Linked DNA regions of Cricetulus griseus: region 1 is linked to region 2. A link is a contact called in public Micro-C data. All regions are on one chromosome and are shown on one strand. Each heading gives the region's core, a stretch centred on a gene start, on an enhancer-like site or on the middle of the called end of the contact. The rest is flanking DNA. Distances are from core to core; before and after follow the strand shown. Region 1 holds the start of Vamp1 (vesicle-associated membrane protein 1). Region 2 has its middle 20 kb from the start of Cd27.

What was found. A called contact is a pair of places that touch in the nucleus more often than the background predicts.
Region 1: a contact with region 2 is called in a Micro-C map of the CHO-K1 cell line, with 4 times the contacts expected there. The contact joins the promoter of Vamp1 here to the enhancer-like site in region 2. A contact is called at or near these places in 6 of 8 Hi-C or Micro-C datasets (the CHL-YN cell line, the CHO-K1 cell line, the CHO-S cell line and 2 more).

What each region holds. Positions count from the first base shown.
Region 1 is chr8:21,211,744-21,216,807 of CriGri-PICRH-1.0, reverse strand. Vamp1 (vesicle-associated membrane protein 1) reads left to right here and starts at 2,920. Exons shown (of 5, transcript XM_027428314.2): 1 at 2,920-3,078. The coding sequence starts at 3,077.
Region 2 is chr8:21,166,588-21,171,210 of CriGri-PICRH-1.0, reverse strand. No RefSeq gene overlaps it. Among named protein-coding and RNA genes, the nearest start is that of Cd27, 20 kb to the left of the region's middle. Within about 2 kb of position 1,435, at least 3 of the 6 cell types and tissues checked have open chromatin away from gene starts, as enhancers often do. A contact at or near this core is called in the CHO-K1 cell line, where this site is marked.

The DNA.
Region 1 (5,064 bases), core at 1,671-4,170, 44 kb before region 2:
CCTGTGGTAGATAGAACCCACTATTTAGTCTGGAAAGGTTTGTTTAATTCTGGAAGTTTTTGTTGCATTTATTTTAGAATCAATTCCATAACCATTCATTTCCTTTTCTCATATATCCTGTTTTCTCCTTTTTTTGGATCCTTTATTACTCAGACATTGAACTGCTTGGCATGATTTTTTAATTTCCTTAATTCCCGTCTCTGCTTCTCTGATTCTTGGCATTTCTTCCCTGATTTGTTTGCAGCATATGACCACAATTTATTTCTCTTGGAACTGTCTCTGTGGAAATTCCCCAAGGCCTCTCTTGCAAGGGAGCTTACCCTTGCAGGTGCTGAGTGCTGTCAACCCCAGACCACTTGGAAATTCTTGCCATGTTAATTTTAGGAAGGGGAGATGCTAAAGCTTTCAAACCTGTAAAACAATGATTTCAGGCAAAAGTATCAAAAATATAGTTTGGGGTTGGTTATGAATTCAAATATCCAAAAGGAGGGAGGGGAAGGGAGGGAGTGAGAGAGAGATTGATTCAGTGGGCACATAGTTTTCAAATAATTTCATTTGCAGAGCACTTGAGTACTAGCACTCTAGAAACTTAGTTGTCAATATAGGGCTTCCAGCTTCACATAGGGACTTTATATTAGATTTCCAACTCTGAGAAAGACCTTTAGGTTGTTTCCTGTGCTACAGGTGGCCCCATGATCAAGCTCAATGTTCAGCTGCCTTTCGGAATACCAGCTTTCTCTTGCATTGGTCTTTGGACCATGTTTACTTCTTGTCAGCTCATGAACACATTTTTAAATCCCAGTCAGTGTCATCCCATCACTTGGAAGGCTGAAGTGTGAGTATGGCCTGATCCATCTCAGAAAACCAAACCAGGTCATACCCTCCATGAGGCAAAAAGATCTAAGAGCCAGGCATGGTGGCACATGCCTTTAATGCCAGCACTCAGAAGGCAGAGGCAGGTGGATCTCTGAGTTAGAAGCCAGCCTGGTTTACAAAGTGAGTTTCAGGACAGCCAGGGCTATACAGAGAAACCCTGTTTTGAAAAACATAAACAAAACAAAGAGGATTTAAAGTAACGACTTTTAAAAAGAAAAATAAATGTCATGTATGGTGATTATGGTATTTCGATAGGTACCGTGGTAACAAGATTGGACACAGGCTTGTTTCTAGGGTGTCCCCCTTTTCCTTTCTCTCTTTTGTCATTTTGGCATCTATAAAATTGCAATGCTTTGCTGTAGCTATTAGTCAGGTATTACTCACACTTTATTTGTCATACCTGCTCATGAGCATCAGAACTTGAAAAATGAATGCCAGAGGTTTGAAAGAGGATTCCAGAGGGGGGAGAGGGCTATCTTTAGCCTCTTAGGAAATGCTGCACCACCAAAGATTTAACGTGTGGACATCTGAGTAAAAAATATGAATTACTGAGAATTAGCCTCTGGGGCATGGGGATGTCGCTCAGGTGGCAGGGTGATTGGCTACCATGCAAAAGGACTGAGTATGACCCCAACCACTGCAGAAGCCAGGCATGGTGGTATATGTCTGCAGTCCCAGCACTCAGGAAGCGGAAGTAGGAGGACCAGAATTTCAAGGTCATTCTTGGCTACAAATCATGTTTGAAACCAGCATGGACTACAAGAGCCTCAGTTAAAAAAATAAAAAGCCTCTGAATGTGAAGTTGTCGTGTTCCATTGTTATGTTAACATTTTCTATTTTCCTTTGTATGAATGCCCAAGGTCGAGATAAGAATTTACACTGCAGACAAACTCAAGCTTTCAATAAATGCAAAATAAAATTTCTAAGGCTAAGAAAATGCATCACATTTATAATTGCTTTTTAAGATGTGAGGCATATAATGTTGATCTGTAAAGGTGTCTAGGAAAGGGATACTATAGGGAGAAGAAGAGAATTCTTTATATATTAAGAAGGAAAAATCGCCCTGGCCATGGTGGCACACACCTTTAATCCCAGCATTTGGGAGGCAGAGGCAGGTGGATCTTGGTGAGTTCGAGGCCAGCCTGGTCTACAGATGGAGTTCCAAGATAGCCAGGACTACAGAGAGAAACCGTCTCAAAAACCAAACCAAGTCAAAACAAAAACAAAGGGAAAAAATCTATTATGCTTAATAAATTTTTGGAGGTGGGGTAAAAAGGAAGTGGGTGGGAAGAGAGACGGCTCAGCGGTTGAGAACATACTGCTTTGACACAGGGTTCGGTTCCCAGCACTTACATGCACTCAAAACCATCTGTAATAAAAGTTCCAGAGGTTAAGTCCTCTTCTGGTCTCCAAGGACACTAGGCATGCATACATGCAGGCAAAAATTTGCACCATAAAATAAGTGAAAAAATCTTTAAAAAAAGGAGAAGAAAAAGAAAGGGAAAAATATCAAAAATACAAAATAAAAACCCCACGAAAATAGGGAAGTCTAATTTAGTTCAGATATCTGGACTGGTTTAATTAAGTCGCTGTGCTAACCTAGAAGTCGCAGTTTAGGGACGAAGTTTAATTTAGTAGAGGCTTTCCTGAAAGACACCTAGCCTTACGTTCTCAGGCAGGGAGAGTGAGGGGGCGTTCGTCTAGCCAGGGTGCCATGAAAATGCACACACTGCTGAACCACCACCGCAGCCCCCAAGATTCCAGCGTCAGGTCACCTGGGTTTCCCTTCGCCAGATGCTGTGGGCAAGTAAGAGTGGCAGGAGCCTCCAGCTCAGCGATTGGCTGGCAGAGTCTGAGCTGGACATCAAACAAACCACTATTGTATTGGCCAGTGAAGGAGTAGGAATGAATGAGAGGAGAACTGTGATTGGTATAGTTGTAGAGGCGGGGCCAGAAGGGCATGACCCGCGTGGATTGGACCTAGAGACTTTAACGTCATCCGAGAGGCGGGGCCACTGCTAATAAAGTCGGGAGTCGGCGCCGCACCTGCAGTAGGTCCCACTGCAGTTAGAGTTCCGGGTGGTGCGTGTGAGGCGGAGCTCGGCAGTTCCGTCTGCTTCATCCGCAGCGTCTCCCCGTCTGTCTCGTTGCCGTTGCATTCTCCAGAGAGAGACGGACCTCCGCTTCCTCTGTCAGAAAAATGTGAGTTGACTCTGGCCTAGGGTCCTCGACACCTCCTACCGACTGTCCCTCCGCAGTGTCCAACTCTGCGGGACGGAAAATGGCGCATTGCAGCAGCTGCAGCGACGCCGGGAACCACCAGCTCACGCCGCCCCCAGACTGGGCCACCCCGGGATGCGGGCAGCGCTCCATCCCGCACCAGCTGCAGTTGGCACTCCTCTGCAGGGCGGGGGGTCCCACGTTCATTGCATCCTCTCCTCTCATCTTTGTATCGTGGAAGCCCATAGGGGAAGACGTGGGGGAGATATAGATACAGACAGAGTCTCTCTCTTAAAACCTTTGGGAAGACTTTTATAGGTGCCTTGTCCGTTCGTAACTCGGGTTTGTGCATGCCCCTCACCCAAAGTGTGATGTACCTGCCTCATGGCTGTGCGCAAAGCTGCAGAAACTTACTTGCTAGTTCTGTGGCGCCGTGTGAGCAGCTCAGAGTCTCAGGGGACAGTGGCATGAGATCCTATGCAGCCGTTTATGCTAAGGTGCTTTCCAGTGATCTAGTCCTAGCCTAGTATTGGAGGAGAAATAGGGAGAACAGGGAAATCTTCATTTTATCTAAAATACATAGTTTAGTCTTAGCTGTCTTCAGCACCACCCGCTTCTGCAGATCTGTGGCTAGATAAATTAAGAACTTCTCTTCATGATCACATACACACAATAAGGATTTTCTTTCCATTTATTGCTGGAATCTCTTGACTGGTGCTAGATGTATTTGTGTGTGTGTTTGTGTGTGTGTGTGTGTGTGTGTGTGTGTGTGCACTCTCTCTCTCTCTCTCCCTCCTCCTCTCCCCCTCTCCCCTTCCCTCTCTCACCTCTCCCTTCCTCCCCCCTCCCTTGTTTGCCTTTCTCTGTGTAGCCCTGGCTGTCCCAGAACTCCCTCTATAGACCAGGCTAACCTAGAACTCGGAGATCTGCCTGCCCCTGCCTCCCAAGCTCTGGGATTAAAGGTGTGCGCCACCACACTCAGCTTGTGTTGCTTCTCTTGATGATTTGTTTTTTTTTTTAAGAAGGATTTACCTGTATTACATAAGGATTGTAACGCCCTGAATAGGTTAACGTGGGTGTTTCTAGCTCCCAACAAGTAGTAAGTGAAGCGAACCCTCTAAAAGCTCACAGACATTCCATCTTATCTCTTGGGGTTCGGTGGCTTTAACATTCTGCGTTTTTGGTGAGCCCATAGACGCCAGCTGTTTTTACTTGGGGAGGGGGTCCTTCTTAGCTGACTCACTCCAGGTGGTGTGATGACTGGAAGGGGGTATAGAAAACATAATGGCTAGCGGGGAATCACGAGGTCTCTGACCTTAATCTTGTCATTGGTGCCACTATCCTGGACTCCCTCCAACACTAGCTGCTACCAACTCATTGAAATCCCTGCCTTCAGTCTAGAACTAGAATGCTTAGCTAGCTCAATAGCAGTGCAAGTCCTGTGGCTCCCGTGGCTCTGCGTCTTCCTTTCCTTCCTCCATGTCTAGGAAGGAAGGCGACTCTTTAAGTGGAAGAAGCCAGTGTAGTCTGTTAATATGGCCTCTCTGAGGGGCTATCACATCTTGTCTAGAAGAAAATTTCACTTAGTTATGGAAAAGGAGATCCAAGATATTAATTCTATTGTGATTAATCAAGAAGTTTACTTTTTTGATAACTGTGACGGTTTAACCTCTACTTTATTTATTCTTGGACTGCTCTGGCAAGGATGTTTTATGGAGTTTAAGAAATTTCTATTCTCCATCAAATTTTAGATATCTCTTCACCTTGCTTGTGCAGCCTCCACCACAGTAGAAAAAATATCATCTCCTTCTATAGGTTTCTGGGTACTTGTTAGCTGGTGAATGTCAGAGAGAAGTTATCTTAAAGGCCTCACATTTGCTATGCATATGGGCCCACGCCTTTAACCCTAGCACTTGGGAGGCAGAGGCAGGTGGATCTCAGTTTTAGGCTAGCTTGGTCTACATAGAG
Region 2 (4,623 bases), core at 186-2,685:
GTGCCTCAAGTCAGAAAAAACTATCCTTTTCACCCAGAATAGTCTTGGTACCCTCACAGAAATCAGATGATATAGTTTGATCTCTGGACTCCCAGTTTTATTCCATTAGTCTACGTCCGTCTTTCTGTCAGTTCTACAGTTCTGGTTACCTTAGTTTCACAGTAAGTTTTGACATCATGAAGTAGAAACTGGGGTGGTAGTGCATGCCTATATAATCCCAGCAGTTAGGAGGCTGAGGCAGGAGGATTACTGTAAGCTAAAGTTCAGCCTGAGCTATAGCGAGATCTTTCACAAAAGAAAAAGAAGCTAGAAAGTATGAGTCATCTGCTTTTGTTCTTCTGTGAAATAACATTTTTTTTTTTTTACGTTGTTTTGTTGATTCATTTGGGTGTGGGTTGAATGTCTCATGGCACATGTGTGGCCGTCAGAGGACAACTTGCAGAAACTGATGCTCTCTTTCCACTGTTGTGGGTCCCAGGGACCAAACTCAGGTTGTCAGCCTTGGGGACAAATGTTTTCATCTGCTGAGCCAGCTTTTTGGCCTCTCCAAAATATTTTTGGCTATTTTGTGCCTTTTGAATTGCCAGGTGAATTTAGCATTAGTTTCATTTCTGCAAAAAGAGGTGACTGGAATTTTCATGGGCATTGTCTTGGATACACAGGTGGAACTTGGTGGTATTACTATTGTAACACGATCAGGTCTTTCACTCCATGGACACCCGAATCTTCTGATTCCTTTAATACTCACTAATGCCTTTAAATGTTTTATGACTTTCACTGTGTAAGTCTTACAGTTTACTTGATTAGTTTCTTGGTAAGGTTTTAATCTTTCTAATGCTATCAAAACTAGAATTTGGAATTTTCTCTCTAGTTTTATTTTGGTTTGATTTTTGGAGATAGAGTTGCTCTGTGTAACAGAGCCCTGGCTGTCCTTTGTAGATCAGGCTGACCTTGAACTCACAGGGATCCTCCTTCCTCTGCCTCCTGGGTGCTAGGATTAAAGTCATGCACCATTGTGTCGGCTCCCTGGTTTTATTGCATTCATTCATTCATTCATTCATTCATTTTAAAGACAGTGTCTCATGTAGTCCAGGATGGCCTCAGATTGATTTTGTAGCTAAGAATGACCTTGAACACCTGATTCTCCCATCTTTATGTTCTATGCACTGACTATAAATCTGAGACTATATCCAGCTAATTTTGTTTTTGTTATCCTTTGCTTATGTTGTTTATTTATTTATTTAGCGAGGTTCTCCTGCAGTCTCAGTTAGCCCCAGTCTGACAGTATAGTGGAAGATAACCTTTAATTCCTTGCCTCTCCCACCCAACTGACGAGATGACAGGTGAATGCCAGCATGGGGCCTGGCTGCATGCTGCCTTTGAAGAGGACAGATGTTGTCTCTGTAGCGCAGGATGACAGCGAGGGGTGTGGGTGTGTTGCCATGACAGCCTGTGTGCTGTTGCTGGGGTTTCGTTGTGTAGCTTATCTGAAGTCATAGATGGAGAGTTAGATTCTGTGACTTGAAGGGGAACTCGGCTGACTAATTGTTCCCGCAGTGCCATCACTTCCGGTGGCTCCTTAGGCTGGGAAAGTTTGGGCGGAAGTGTGAGTTTGTTGTCTGCCGCCCCTGACCCTTCATTCCTGCAGGATTTTGGCTAGCTGCTTCTGAAGGGACAGGCACTCCCATGGGGGGCAAGAGCTGTGGTGATTTTTTTTTCTTTTCTTTTTTTTTTTTGAGGGCCTTATGTAAGGTAGGCTGACCTCAAACTCAGTTGTAGAGCTGAGGATGACCCAAGTGCTGACATAGAGGTGTGCGCCACCATACCCGGTTACTGTCACATTTTGTGTTTATCAGCCTTTTGTGTGTACTGCCTGGAGGTATGTTCATTCAAGTACTTTGCTCATGTCAAAACTGATACCTCTTTTACATAAAAGTAAGGTCAGAATTGGCATTTTCATGAGCACATATTGCCTAGAAAGGAATGTTGAGAATAATAGACCCAGGCAAGGTGAGGCCAGAGGAGGCTGAAGAGGGGGTCCTAGGGGAGACCCAAGGATCAGTGAGATGACAAAGATTTGAAGGGGTACTGGACCATTTGAGGTAAATGTTTGCACCACCCTGAGACCATTCTGTGGCTCCATCACTTGTTAGCGGGGCTTATTGCTCAAGATCTGTGAATGAGTCTGTCTCTGCCGTAACAGGTAGGGGAGGATGAGTGGACGGGTGGACTGGTGGATGGGCGCTGAAGCTCTCCTCGTAGGGCGATGTGAACAAGTGTCAGGTAATAGGCAGTACAGGGTGCAGTGCTGGTAAATGTGCCCTGGGACAGTGAATCCCCAGCTCCTGCCTTCTCCACCAGGGCTGAGAGCAGTGTGAGAACTCACGGTTCCTGAGGCAGAGCACTCAGAATGGAAGGGAAATAGTAAAGAACGCAGCAGGACAAGGTAGAGAGTAGGCAGATGGGACAAACTATCACCTTTCCTAGAGTTCCGAGTAGTAAAGTGGGAACTTCAGGATCAGCAGTGTGGAGACCCCAGGATCATCTGTGTGGAGACCCCAGGATCATCTGTGTGGAGGCCCCAGGATCATCTGTGTGGAGACCCCAGGATCAGCTGTGTGGAGACCCCAGGATCATCTGTGTGGAGACCCCAGGATCAGCTGTGTGGAGACCCCAGGATCAGCAGTGTGGAGACCCCAGGATCAGCAGTGTGGAGACCCCAGGACCAGCTGTGTGAAGACCCCAGGATCAGCTGTGTGAAGACCCCAGGATCAGCAGTGTGGAGACCCCAGGATCAACAGTGTGGAGACCCCAGGACCAGCTGTGTGAAGACCCCAGGATCAGCAGTGTGGAGACCCCAGGATCAGCTGTGTGAAGACCCCAGGATCAGTTGTGTGGAGACCCCAGGATCAGCAGTGTGGAGACCCCAAGATTAGCAGTGTGGAGACCCCAAGATTGGTAGTGTGGAGACCCCAGAATCAAAAGTGTGGAGACCTCAGGATCAGCTGTGTGAAGACCCCAGGATCAGTTGTGTGGAGACCCCAGGATCAGCAGTGTGGAGACCCCAGAATCAGAAGTGTGAAGACCCCAAGATTAGAAGTGTGGCGACCCCAGGATCAGCTGTGTGGAGACCCCAGGATCAGCAGTGTGGAGACCTCAGAAGACCTCAGGATAGTCAGTGTGAAACCAGGGCTGAGAAACTACAAGCACATCCATGCTAAAGAATGTGACAGACTGGAAAGGGGCTAGAATAAGAGATAGGATGCTGTGAGTATGTGTTGATTTAAAAACATATATATATATATATATATATAATATAATATATATATATATTTAATTTTATTTTTTGTGCATTGGTGTGAGGGTGTCAGATCCCCTGGAACTGGATTTACAGACAGTTGTGAGCTGCCACATAGGTGCTGGGAATTGAACTCAGCTCCTCTGGAAGAGTGGCCAGTGCTCTTAATCACTGAGCCATTTCTGTAGTCCCTGATTACTTTATTTTTATTTTTAAGACAAGGTCTGTAGTGCAAATAATAAAAACCCAGAGACAGATGTTAGGGGGGAATCTGTAGATCAGAGAAGCAAAGAAACCAAGCCACTAGAGAGTTCTCACCTCTATCAGTGCTAAGACCAAAAGGGTTGATTCTGTCCTCATTGTGACTGCCCTGCATTCCTGTCTCCATCTCCCTTATATTCCTCTCTAGTGCTGGGATTAAAAACCTGCACCACCACTGCCCATAGCTTCTAAGGCTAAGGAGTATGGCTCTTGGGATTAAAGGTGTGTCCTACCACTGCCTGCCCTCTATGGCTGACTAGCGTGGCTAGCTTGCTTCTCTGATCTTCAGGCAAGCTTTATTTGTTAGATCAGAAACAAAATATCACCACAAAGGTGTCTCTGTGTGGTCTAGCGATGTAGGTCTTACTGCACAGACCAAATGGCCTTACACTCTTTATCTTCCTGTCTCCGCCTCCCAAGCACTGGTTCACACCACCATGCCCAGCTGTTTGTGTGTTTTGATGTTAGAATGTACAGAAAAATGGTCTGTGAACAACTACTGACATTGTAAACAAATATTGGCTTATTAATAAATTCAAAGGTCTAGTGCTCCTTATGCCTTTTAAGTTCAAATTACACATCTTATTATTCTATTATAAAGCTCTACCTATGTGTGTGCTGGGGAGTCAGGTTGCTTAGTAACACTTTACCTACCCACTGAGCCATGTCTCCAGACCCATCATTTTTTTTTCTTTTTTGAGACAGGGTCTCATGAGTAGCCCTGATTGGTGCCATAACTTGCCACTATTCTTAGTTCCCATTTATCCTTTTTAAAATTAAATTTTTATTAACTCAACTTGAACAGTCTAAACTCCATTATAAATATAGTCCATTGGATTCTCTTAAATATTTTAAATTGCTTATCTAAATTTAACATCAACTATATTTGGTTTTCTTTTTAAGCATTTAGATGCATGACAGGGCAGATACCTTTTTAGACAGAGTCTTGCAATATAGCCAAGGTTAGCCTCAACTTACTGTGTAGCCTAGGATGTCCTTGAACTCTTGACCTTCCTGTCTCAGCCCCCTCAGTGCTGTGATTATAAGTGTATATTACCACTAGT